Regions from separate parts of the Sus scrofa genome. Here all the other regions are linked to region 3. Evidence: chromatin contacts called from public Hi-C and targeted proximity ligation data. All regions are on one chromosome and are shown on one strand. The core of a region is the stretch at or near the end of the contact, and the rest is flanking DNA. Distances in the headings are between cores, read along the strand shown.

Region 1 (3,224 bases), core at 141-2,640, 160 kb after region 3:
TCCTGAGTTTGTTTGGTTTTGAAAGAAAGCACATGCTAGAAAGAAATGACATTCTTTTTTTTTTTTTTTTTTTTTTTTGCTTTTTAGGACCACACCCAAAGCATATGGAAGTTCCCAGGCTAGGGGTTTAATTGGAGCTACAGCTTCTGGCCTACACTACAGCTCACAGCAATGCCAGATCCCTAACCCACTGAGCAAGGCCAGGGGTCAAACCCGCATCCTCATGGATACTACTAGTCAGATTTGTTTCCACTGCGCCGCAATGGGAACTCTCAGAAATGAGATTCTTGTAGGATGGCTTGTGAATGTAGACATTTTGGTGCAACCAAATGTGTGGCAAATTCTAGTTATCTGTTTTCTAGAATGTGATTTCTTCCTCCTGCATCTATTTTTTAGATTAGTTGAATTAAAAAGCCAGTAGTACACTCTCTACTTTCAGATGTCCAGTTGTTGGTCCTGCTCTTGAGAGTCTAGGAGGTTGATTTCCCTGTTGCCTTGATGACTATCAAAGAGGCTTAACCTGAGAACTGACTCAGACCCTCATACTAGAGGTTTATTTGTTTATTCATTTATTTATTGAATGTTAAAATCGATTTATTTATTTATTTTGTCTTTTCTAGGGCCACACCAGCAGCATATGGAGGTTCCCAGGCTAGGGGTCTAATCAGAGCTGTAGCCACAGCCTCTGCCAGAGCCACAGCAATGTGGGATCCAAGCCACATCTGCGACCTACACCACAGCTCACGGCAATGCTGGATCCTTAACCCACTGAGCGAGGCCAGGAATCAAACCCACAGCCTCATGGTTCCTAGTCGGATTTGTTAACCACTGAGCCACAACGGGAACCTCCCAGACGTCTTTTTTATTTTCCCTCTCCCTGCCTGGAGTTCCTTAACCCAGGTCTCTGTGAGCGATGCAGTCTTTCTGGCTTCCCACCCCTACCTTCATCTCAGCAAACCCGTATGTGCATGTTTGTTTTCTGCTGCAGGGATTGATTTGGAGAACATTGTCTACTACAAAGATGATACTCACTATTTTGTTATGACAGCCAAGAAGCAGAGTTTACTGGACAAAGGGGTGATACTGCATGTGAGTGGTAGATTTCTCTTTAACCACTTTTTCTGTTGTACTGGGTCATGTGATTACCAAGAGAAAGAATTTTGTTGTCTGATAAGTTTATCCTGCCTGAGAATGAAAAGGAGTGCCTAACTTATCTCCTGAGACCATGCATTTTGCACTTCTCTGATGTTTTTTAGATTAATTTTTAAAAATCTTTTATTGTGGAAATTTTCAAGTGTGAACAAAAGTGGAGAGACTTGTGTAATGAACCTCCATGTGCCTGTTATCCAGATTTAACTGTCCTCAGCACGTGGCCAGCACTGTCTCAGCAGTGCCCCAGACTACTCCCTACTCCCGCCATTGGGTTTTCCCAAGCAAATCTCAGATAGCATTTCATGCAGAAATATTCAGTTTAATTGTAGGTGATTTGGTTTGTGGTTATGGTGAATTCTCTGTGTGATTGATTATTAGTTGGTTAATAGGCCATCTTTTGGGGTGGGTGATAAGAGGAAAGGGAGTTTGACCAAGAAGCAATAATGGTGTTTATGGGTGCCTGAGAACAGTTCTGGTTTTACTACAGATATGGTTACAGAGGTCCCTGGAATGCCGCCTGCATCAGGCTATATTTAGACCTCTTCATGGCCTAGCAATGAAGGCTCTTGTTCACCCTTAATCAGGTCCAGGAAGGCCTTTTTTCCAGATGAGTAATTGTATGACATTCCCTGAGATGATGATCTGAATGTGGAATCAGAGAACCACAGGCAGAAGAGAATTTCTTTGGTCTTACTTGGTCTTGGTCTGGATATAAGAATGACTATCCCTATGATCTGTGAATAGAAGAGGCACCAGATATGCTGATTCCGGCCTGTGCTGTTCCCAGCACAGACTCACAGCTGAATTTCAGGGTGTCCTTTGTCTTTGCAGGGTGATGATGAGTCAGGTCACTTTGTCTGGGTTACACTGCTGCCTTGTCTGCAGGCAAGGAGCTGGGAGACTGGGGAGCTTTGCCCATAGCCAGTCTCCTTACTCCTGGACCTCATGTCTATTTCTCAGCCCTATGGTCCTTCATGCGTATAAGGAGAACAGGGCAAAGCAGCGTGTATGGCCCATTCTGCCCACAGCACAAGCAAGATATATTTGGTTGGATGCTTTGTCGGTAAGAAATAGCCAGTGAACTTGTCGGTATGTCTTGGGACTAAGCTAAGACTTAAATCCACCATCTTAGAACCAGTTGGCATCATGTAGGAACAATCTAGAGTGCCAAATTACTGGTTTACTTTTCCTTTTTGTTTCTTAAGTGGGCAGGTGTCATGCCTTCTGTGTGTGCCACTAAATCCTAAACCCATGGTGGCCACCTCCTCAGTGTTGAACAGCAGTTTGCAGGACCAACTTGAGTATTTGTATTTGGCTTTTACATCTTGCAGTGACAGCTGAAAGTGCTGGCAGGGACACTTGGAAAGCTTAGGTCCCACTCGAGGAGAAGGACTTGGCTCACTGTGCCGGGAACCTCCAAAACGGAAAAGGAATTTTCTCGGTCCTTTCTGTGGAAAGCACTTTTGCTCTCATCATTGCTTTTCTTTGTTGGTGGGTTACTCTGGAGCCTCAGAATCTTCTGTGTTATTTGGAGAACCTCTGTTCCATTTTCAGTGTATTTCTTCCCAGCCCCTGGACCCTATTGCCCCCCCCACCCACCTCCTTGGCACTGAGACCTTCAGCGCCTCCCTTTGGGTTTGATGAGTTACCAAGGACACGTGGGTCTAGTTGCTGCTCAGAAGATGGTGGTTGCTGGTAGCAACACTGTGAAATACTTTTCAGTTTACAAAACTCCATCATGTAAACCATTTTATTTGGTATTCAGGACGACTCCGTGGGGTGGATTGGACTGGATTGAAGGAGTGATTTGTTCCAAGTAAATAGAAAAGCTGGGACCCTTTCTCTAGGCAAAAACCTGTGTTCTTTTAGAAATAGCCCCACCCCTTTTAATTTGCATAGAAGACCTTTGGAGTATGAAGTAGCTTTAGGGGAAGGGGAGGCTTGTGGGGCTAGGTCACATCTGACATGTGCACTGTGGCCATGGCTGGTAGGTTCCTCCATCCCTGCCTCGGCATTTTTATCGAGGCTCTTCTCTCTCTGGAGACAGGACTATGCCGACACGGAGCTCCTGC
Region 2 (3,510 bases), core at 482-2,981, 180 kb after region 3:
TGTGCGATGCCAGCAGAGTCAGGAGGGGACAGAACATCTTGCCCAAGAGAAATCCCAGCTGAGGCCAGCAAGGGGCTCGACAGGATTACCACCTCCTGGCCGGCAGCGCTATGCACCTGGGGTGGGTGGTGTGGGAGCACTGGGCTTCTTGGGGCTTGTGGCCTGGGGCCCTGTTTCCATGTGAGCAAGTGTGGCTGTGAGCATGAGGGGAAGTGAGCTAGAGGCATGGGGGGTGGTTAGAGGGGGTGCCTGGAATGAACCATTGGTGCTTTTGGAACCAAGAGTGTTTCTTTACTGCATTTGTTATTAGATAAACGGTCTGAAACTGCCCAGTTCCTTATGTTCAGGTCATTGTGCAGCTTTAATTTTACATTCCCTTTGATTTTTTTCTCCATCTTGTATTTTATAGCCAGAGCCCGAGCCTTCTCGTCGATTTTTTGTCGACCAGTGGGAGCTTTCTCTAAGCCTCCGCTCCTCCGGCCGCCCCGCCTCTCCCTCCTCTGACTCCCTCCGACAGGTAGCATGGCCTGGGCCTTGGCCAAGCTGCTTCCTCTTCAGCCTCCACTCTCTTCACCCACACAGATGTCAGCCTGTCTCCTGCAGGAATTCAGTTGTGTGTGTGTGTCTGTCAGGCATGTGAGGTTGGTAGGCATCCCCCTGAGTTAAGGAGGCTGCTAGCTTTCACTGCAGCAATTCTCTCCAAGGAAAACCACTTTCATTATATTCCAACTGTATCAAATTATGATAAAAACATCTTTCAGCCATTAGCTTTTTAAGCTCCAAGTGTCTTCCTGTTAATGTGTTATGAAACATGAACCATGGTTGAAGTAAATCTCTTAATGGAGTGGTGACTGTGCAGTATTCTGGGTGCCTCTTGCATTGCAGTCATTGAAAGAGTGAACTCTGCTGTTTCCTGCACTGGAGCTGACCCCTCTGTGGAGTAGTTCACAGAAGTTTGAAGGTCCTTTTGCTCTTTTGCTTGGTTTCCTATTCTTGAGCTGGTAGCAGATGATGTATGGAAGCTCATGTGTGGGTGGCAGCCGCAGTGCAAGACCAGAGACCACTGCATTTTGACTGTTTGTTCAGAGAGGGTAGAGGGAAGCCATCTGCTTTTCATGCCAGAAACAAATAGAACTCGAGTTTCCACATCTCTTGGGGGTGTGCTTGTCAATATTATCACGTCACTAAGAACTGAGTGTGACAAATGCCTTTGCACGTGCTTGCTGAGAGTGCTGGTTTCTGGTGGGAGAGAAGGCTCTGGCTAGGCAGGTCCATGCTCTCACTCACCTGCTCTCCAAGGAAGTAAGTGCCGTTTTCTGTTCCCCCTTGTCTGCCTGGCTCTGCCTGGTGTCTCTCTGTTCCCAGCTTAAGCCTCTGTAATGTTTCTAATCTAAAGACAGTTTAGGTCTAAGAGCCACTTTTTTTTTTTTTTTTTAAACTTCTAATGGGAGTTAATGAGCAAAGGGTACTGTTCTTTGTATATCTCCATATTTTAAATTGAAAAATGTCATTGACTCCTCAGTTCCAGCCGAACCTTAGAGAGCTCTTTGCTCATTTGGGCCTCTGTGGTTCTCATAGTTAGGCAGGGTTCCTTCCCCCTGGAGCGTTTCTCTGGCGTGTCCCTTCCCAGCCCAGGATGTGATTCTCTGCCCAGCCCAGGACTGCTCAGACAGTGATTCTCTTACACATCGTCTCATGTGCTCCAGCCACTTCCTCAGGGGTTGTTGGCACCCAGCACAGCTGCTCCTGGCATTTCTGGCTTGGAATAAGACACAGTTAGTGTTTGGGCCATCTCCACAGGGGGCGTGTGACCTGGAAGCAGTCTCTAAAGGGCCATTGGCAAGGCTTTGGCCTCATTTCCTAGGGGCCAGGCTCAAAGCTGGGCTCCAGCAGGAAGGCTTGCAATTGAAATTTATTTTCTCCTATGGTTACTTCCTCAGCGTTGCTAGGAAGAGGGTTGAGGTGGTTGGATTTTTTTCTTTTATCTTTTTTCAACCTATGCAGAAATAATTCCTCCTGGACTAGAAATACATTCCAACATCCATAGCAGCAGTGTAGCCCCTGCAGCCATGTCTGCTGGGCCCAAGCCAGCGCAGAAGGCTTTGGCTCAGGGCACACGTGCTCACGCACATACTGGAGAAAAGGGATGGACAAGGAAGGGTTCTTTCTGATAAAGCACAGGGGCCTCTGATGCACACACACAGGCTGTGAGCCAAGCGCTCAGAATGAGGAGACAGACAGAGTTGGCCTTTCTTTTTGCATGAGGAAATACCTTCCCAAGCCTCTCCCAGGCCCTGGATCATGCCCTCAGTCTGGGCACCCACTGTGTGGAGGGAGGTGTCCTGTCTGCTTGAGTTCTTTGTATGTAATTTGAGTCACTGGGTTGTAGGCCCTTCTTCCTCTTATTTTCTGTTTGCATCCATCCTGTCCTCCTGCTTCCCCATTCCCTGCACTGTCCAGTCCAGAAAGACATGAAACACTAAATTGTCCTCCCTGAATTTAGTTGTAGCTGCAGCCATTACTCCTGCCTACGCTGAGCCCAGTGTGTGACCCTGACACCTAGTTTCTCTGCTTGTGGGCACTGTGTTGGCATGGTTTGCTGCTGCACCTTATATTCATTTTATACCTTTCAAAGTTTTTTTTTTCCTGTCTTCTTAATTTATTTATTTTTTCCTTCTCATTTTCCTTCTTTCTGGTTGTTTTATAATCTCCATCCGATAGAAGTATATAAAGATGTACACGGGCGGAGTGAGCTCATTGGCTGAGCAGATAGCCAATCAGCTTCAAAGGAAAGAACAGCCTAAAACCCTTCTAGACAAGAAGGAACTGGTAAGAGATACACTTAAGGGCACTGTCTGTCTAGATAAAACAGCTCTGGTAAACAAACCTGCTTTGTTCTAGGTAGTTTCATGACATACATAACCACTGTGTGCCATGTGGTAATTTTTTTTTGAGGTTGTCTGAATTTTGTTAACAGATTTCTAGGACTGAAACCGTGGCTTAGAGTGTTGTGGGAAAAGCATATTTCCTGTCTTTCTAAAGTGCTCTGGACTGGAGTCCAGGGGCCTGTGTCCATGGAAACCATAGGAACACCTTCAAATCAGAATCTGCCAAGATAATTTGGTTTGATTGTTATGAAATTGTGTAAAATGGACTCAGGTTTCCTCCTGGCTATGGGTTGGTGTCAGTGCCCAGTGCTTTGTGGGCATCTGGGGCGGCAGCACTGCGCTGTGCGAGGCTCCTGTCTCTACACAGCATTGCTCAGTGGGGCCTCGCACCCCTGGGTGGCAGGCCTGGCAGGCATTACCCTGATGTGTTCCTCCCCAACCTCCACCCCAGGGCTCAATAAAGAAGGAGTTCCCACAGAACTTGGGAGGCAGCGACACGTGCTATTTTTGTCAGAAGCGAGTCTATGTGATGGAGCGGCTGAGCGCCGAGGGCAAGTTCTTCCATCGGAGCTGCTTCAAGTGCGAGTACTGTGCCACCACCCTGCGTCTGTCCGCCTACGCC
Region 3 (3,325 bases), core at 714-3,213:
GGAGCTGTCAGGGAAAAGCCAATTCAAGTTTAGAAGCGGTTTCCCTGCATTGCCATTGCCACCTCCACCTTGGGACTCTTCTTCACCAGCTCCCAAATTCAGCAGTCGTCACCTCTACCCTCCCACCGGTGTTCTAGTGGACCTCACAATTACAAGTGGTCTTCTGCCCCCAAACAAGAGAAAACTGCCCTTTTCCCAGGAGCTAAAAGTTTCTCTAAATCTAGAAGCAAATCAGCAGCTGCCCAACACACAGCTCTGTATGCAGTTGAAATGTGGATTAATGAGCAGGAGGGTTCCTTTACTTCTTAGGTGAAGAGGACAAGAAACAGCATAGATATTTGGGTGGGAAGAGAGGTGGAGCTAAGAATTTGAAAGGTTATAGCCTCAGTACAGGCACAGGAACTCCACTACTGGCCTCCTAGCACCACCTACAGAGGCACCTCCAAGCACCCAAATCAAAGCCTTCAGCATTTATTCACCAACCCCCTGAACACACAGCCAGGGCTCCCCAATTCATTACTCCCTGGGGTCAGCTTTGACTACTCTACCCACCCCCTCCCTAGTGTGGCCTAAGCCAACCTTACAATCCACAGAGAAATTATGCCTTCAACTACCAGAGAGGACGGCAGCATTAGAAAAAGCAGCGCAAGACCAAGGTTTCTAATTCTTTGATCCGACCCTTCAATAGAACTGGAACACTACTCCTGCCCTGAACCCCATCCCCACTCATCAGCCAAAGTGAGAAGGGGACAACTCAGTGGAGGGTGTACCTTCGACAAGCCTCCCACCACCTGCTTACTGGAGCAACTGAACAATACAATCCTGTCTTCCCTTCATGTCATTCTGCCCTGGAACAGGGAGAAAGAATTGGCTGTGGGTTCCCACTAAGCCCTGTGACACGACTCAACTGCTTCCTCCTCAACGGGCAGTGCCTCCCCTTTCTCCTCAGAAAATGGGCACAAGGTCAGGCACCCCTGAGGAAAGCAAGGAGTAAGACTTCCGCCAACAATCGGAGGGCAAGAGTCCTGGGGACTGGTGCCCCTCCCACCGTCACCCGAAGGGAGCCGAGCCCAGCACGTACGCGCCCGCGGGCTCCTCCGCCAGGCCCTGCCACGCGCGTTCGCAGGTGCGGAGCGCCGCGGCAAAGTCCAGGTGCACCACCAGCAAGTCGGCCGCCTCCTCCAGCAGAAGTGCGGCTGCCGATGGGGCCGGGGAGGAGCGCACCGGCTCGCTGCTCCGCAGGGGGCCCCCAAGCCCCCTCAGGGGGGCTGCAGAGGTCGCGGGGTCACTCCTCATAGGCGGGCGCCGGGCGACCGCCCTCTGGGGGCTGCAGGGTGTCCGGTGCGGCCTGGGAGAAGAGAGGGTCCTCACAGCCTGGCCCACGAACCGCCCGAGGCCGCAGCCCGTAAAGGAAAGATTGGCGCGGCTGGGCTTGTCTGCGGCTCCAGCGAGGGACAGCCTGGCACCCTCGGATATGCAGAGCACTGCGTCCCTGGAGACGCAGCCTCACGACAAGGACTGGAACCCCCGAGCCCGGGAAGGAGTCTGCCCCGACCCTCTCCAGGGGCTGAGCCGCCGCCAGCGGCGCGGGAACGTGGGCGCCGACAGCTTCGCTGCGCGCGCAGAGCGGCGCCCGGCGGCGCGGGACACTCTGGGAGTTGTAGTCTTGCTCCTGGAGCGGCCCCGCTCCGGGGCGCAGATGGGGGGCTTCGGACTACAAGCCCCGGCATACGGCGCCCCAGAAGCCGTCACAGTCGGAGGAAGCCAGCCGACCCAAGCCGCGGGCTGTGGGAGGTGAGGTGGGTACTTGTTGCGGGCCGAGGCTCTGGCCTCCGGCTTCTCTAGCTCCTGGATTCTGTAGGGACACGGCTCCGGCGGCGAGCAGGAGAGGGCGTCTGTGAACCGCCTCCTCCCGGGCCCCGCCCAGCACCCGTCAGTCCTTCCTTCTTTTGTTTTGCTGCCGGTCCCACAACTGGCAGGTGGCAAAAACACAGCCAGCCAAGGGCAGGAGCTTGGCCACCGCGCTCTGCCGGATGGGCTGTGTCCGCTTGTGTCCAGGGATCCACACTGAGCCTCCGTGTCTTATGCCAGATAGATATTCCGTGAAAAAGCCGTACAGTGTGTAATGCAGTTTACAGTAAAGGACTGAGTCAGAGTAAGTATTCAATACGTCCTGGCTTTAATAGTAATTATTAAGTAATTTTACACAGATACAGAAGTTACATTTATTATTATATTCTGTGCTTCACTCAGGCTTTGAAGAGCCTCCTAGGTTTGTGCTAAGCCCTGAGCTTCAGTTCCTCCCAGTTCCCTACCATTTGCACTCTCTCCAAAACGTTGCCCTTGTGATTAAATCGGACAGGCCAGGCACAGGGTCAGCACCTGCCTGCCTCAGCATCCCCTTCCATGGTCACCAGCCAGGGCCTTCCACCCTCTGCAAAAAGTCCTCCTGGAAAGCTGAGGCAGAAGCACAAAATCCATCAGACTCTGGGGATGAGAAGTGTGGACCCCATAATGGCATAAGGTGATAAAGCCAGGACTTCACTTTTTCCGTGGATATTTAACACCTACTAAGTGCCAGCCTTGTTCTAAACACTGAGGATCCCACATGAACGAAGGAGACAAAAATGTCCTCCTTTGTGGAGCTTCCATCATAGTGAAAGAGGGGAGCAAAATTAAAAATAAATACAGTGGTATGTCAGATGGTGATAAATGCTTAAAGAGAACTTGGATGTGACAACAGTGACTACGTTTAACTTTGTTTTCTAGCAGTAAATCCAGGGTTGAAGTAGAGCAGAGAGAAAATGTGCTTTTCATGCTCAGAACTAGCCTCCATTGGTGAAATCACTGCCCTTGGGACCAACACATACTTGATGTCCACCCTAAGTCCCCCTTTCTCTCCAGGCAATATTCTTCCCACAGAGCAAACTCCACTCTGGAAAGTGAATTAGTTCAAGGCTGAATTTATCAAAATGTTTTATCTGTTCTGCCTCAGATTTGACAGCCAATAATGAAGATCATTAGTAATAGCATAATTACTGGACTGTAAACAAACAAAAAACTGTTTCTCAGAATTGGCTTATAAGTCTCCCCTGAAAAATCAGAAAAGCAGTAGTAGCGTCAGAATACAGACCTGACCAGGCCTGGGCCAGTTGAGACTGGCAGGACCAGGCCTCTGCCTCCAGGAGCACCACTTCCAAGCTTTTGCTGCCAGAAAAAGGCCCCTTCCTTAATCCTAGAGAAGGTTCTTGCTCTGCCCAGGATTTTCCAGGAGATGGCAGCACAGCCTTAAAAGAAGCAAGCCTGCCAGTACGTGCAGTGCTGT

Evidence for each region. Hi-C and Micro-C count contacts between places; a contact is called where the count stands out from the background.
Region 1: a Hi-C map of embryonic fibroblasts shows a contact between it and region 3, with 2.6 times the contacts expected there. A contact is called at or near these places in 1 of 5 promoter capture datasets (fetal skeletal muscle), 7 of 47 Hi-C or Micro-C datasets (embryonic fibroblasts, epiblast stem cells, heart right ventricle and 2 more) and 2 of 2 datasets of targeted methods (alveolar macrophages and skeletal muscle).
Region 2: a targeted proximity ligation map of skeletal muscle shows a contact between it and region 3. A contact is called at or near these places in 2 of 5 promoter capture datasets (both in liver), 5 of 47 Hi-C or Micro-C datasets (brain, heart right ventricle, liver and 1 more) and 2 of 2 datasets of targeted methods (alveolar macrophages and skeletal muscle).

What each region holds. Positions count from the first base shown.
Region 1 is chr5:69,975,932-69,979,155 of Sscrofa11.1, reverse strand. MICAL3 (F-actin-methionine sulfoxide oxidase MICAL3) reads left to right here. Exons shown (of 40, transcript XM_021092508.1): 8 at 989-1,089; 9 at 3,200-3,224. Among named protein-coding and RNA genes, the nearest start is that of BID, 120 kb to the right of the region's middle.
Region 2 is chr5:69,952,847-69,956,356 of Sscrofa11.1, reverse strand. MICAL3 (F-actin-methionine sulfoxide oxidase MICAL3) reads left to right here. Exons shown (of 40, transcript XM_021092508.1): 21 at 410-517; 22 at 2,722-2,829; 23 at 3,340-3,510. Among named protein-coding and RNA genes, the nearest start is that of BID, 98 kb to the right of the region's middle.
Region 3 is chr5:70,131,607-70,134,931 of Sscrofa11.1, reverse strand. It overlaps MICAL3 (F-actin-methionine sulfoxide oxidase MICAL3), which reads left to right and starts at 1,963. Exons shown (of 40, transcript XM_021092508.1): 1 at 1,963-2,155. PEX26 (peroxisome assembly protein 26) reads right to left here and starts at 1,908. Exons shown (of 5, transcript XM_003126596.4): 1 at 1,082-1,908; 2 at 1-4. The coding sequence starts at 1,296.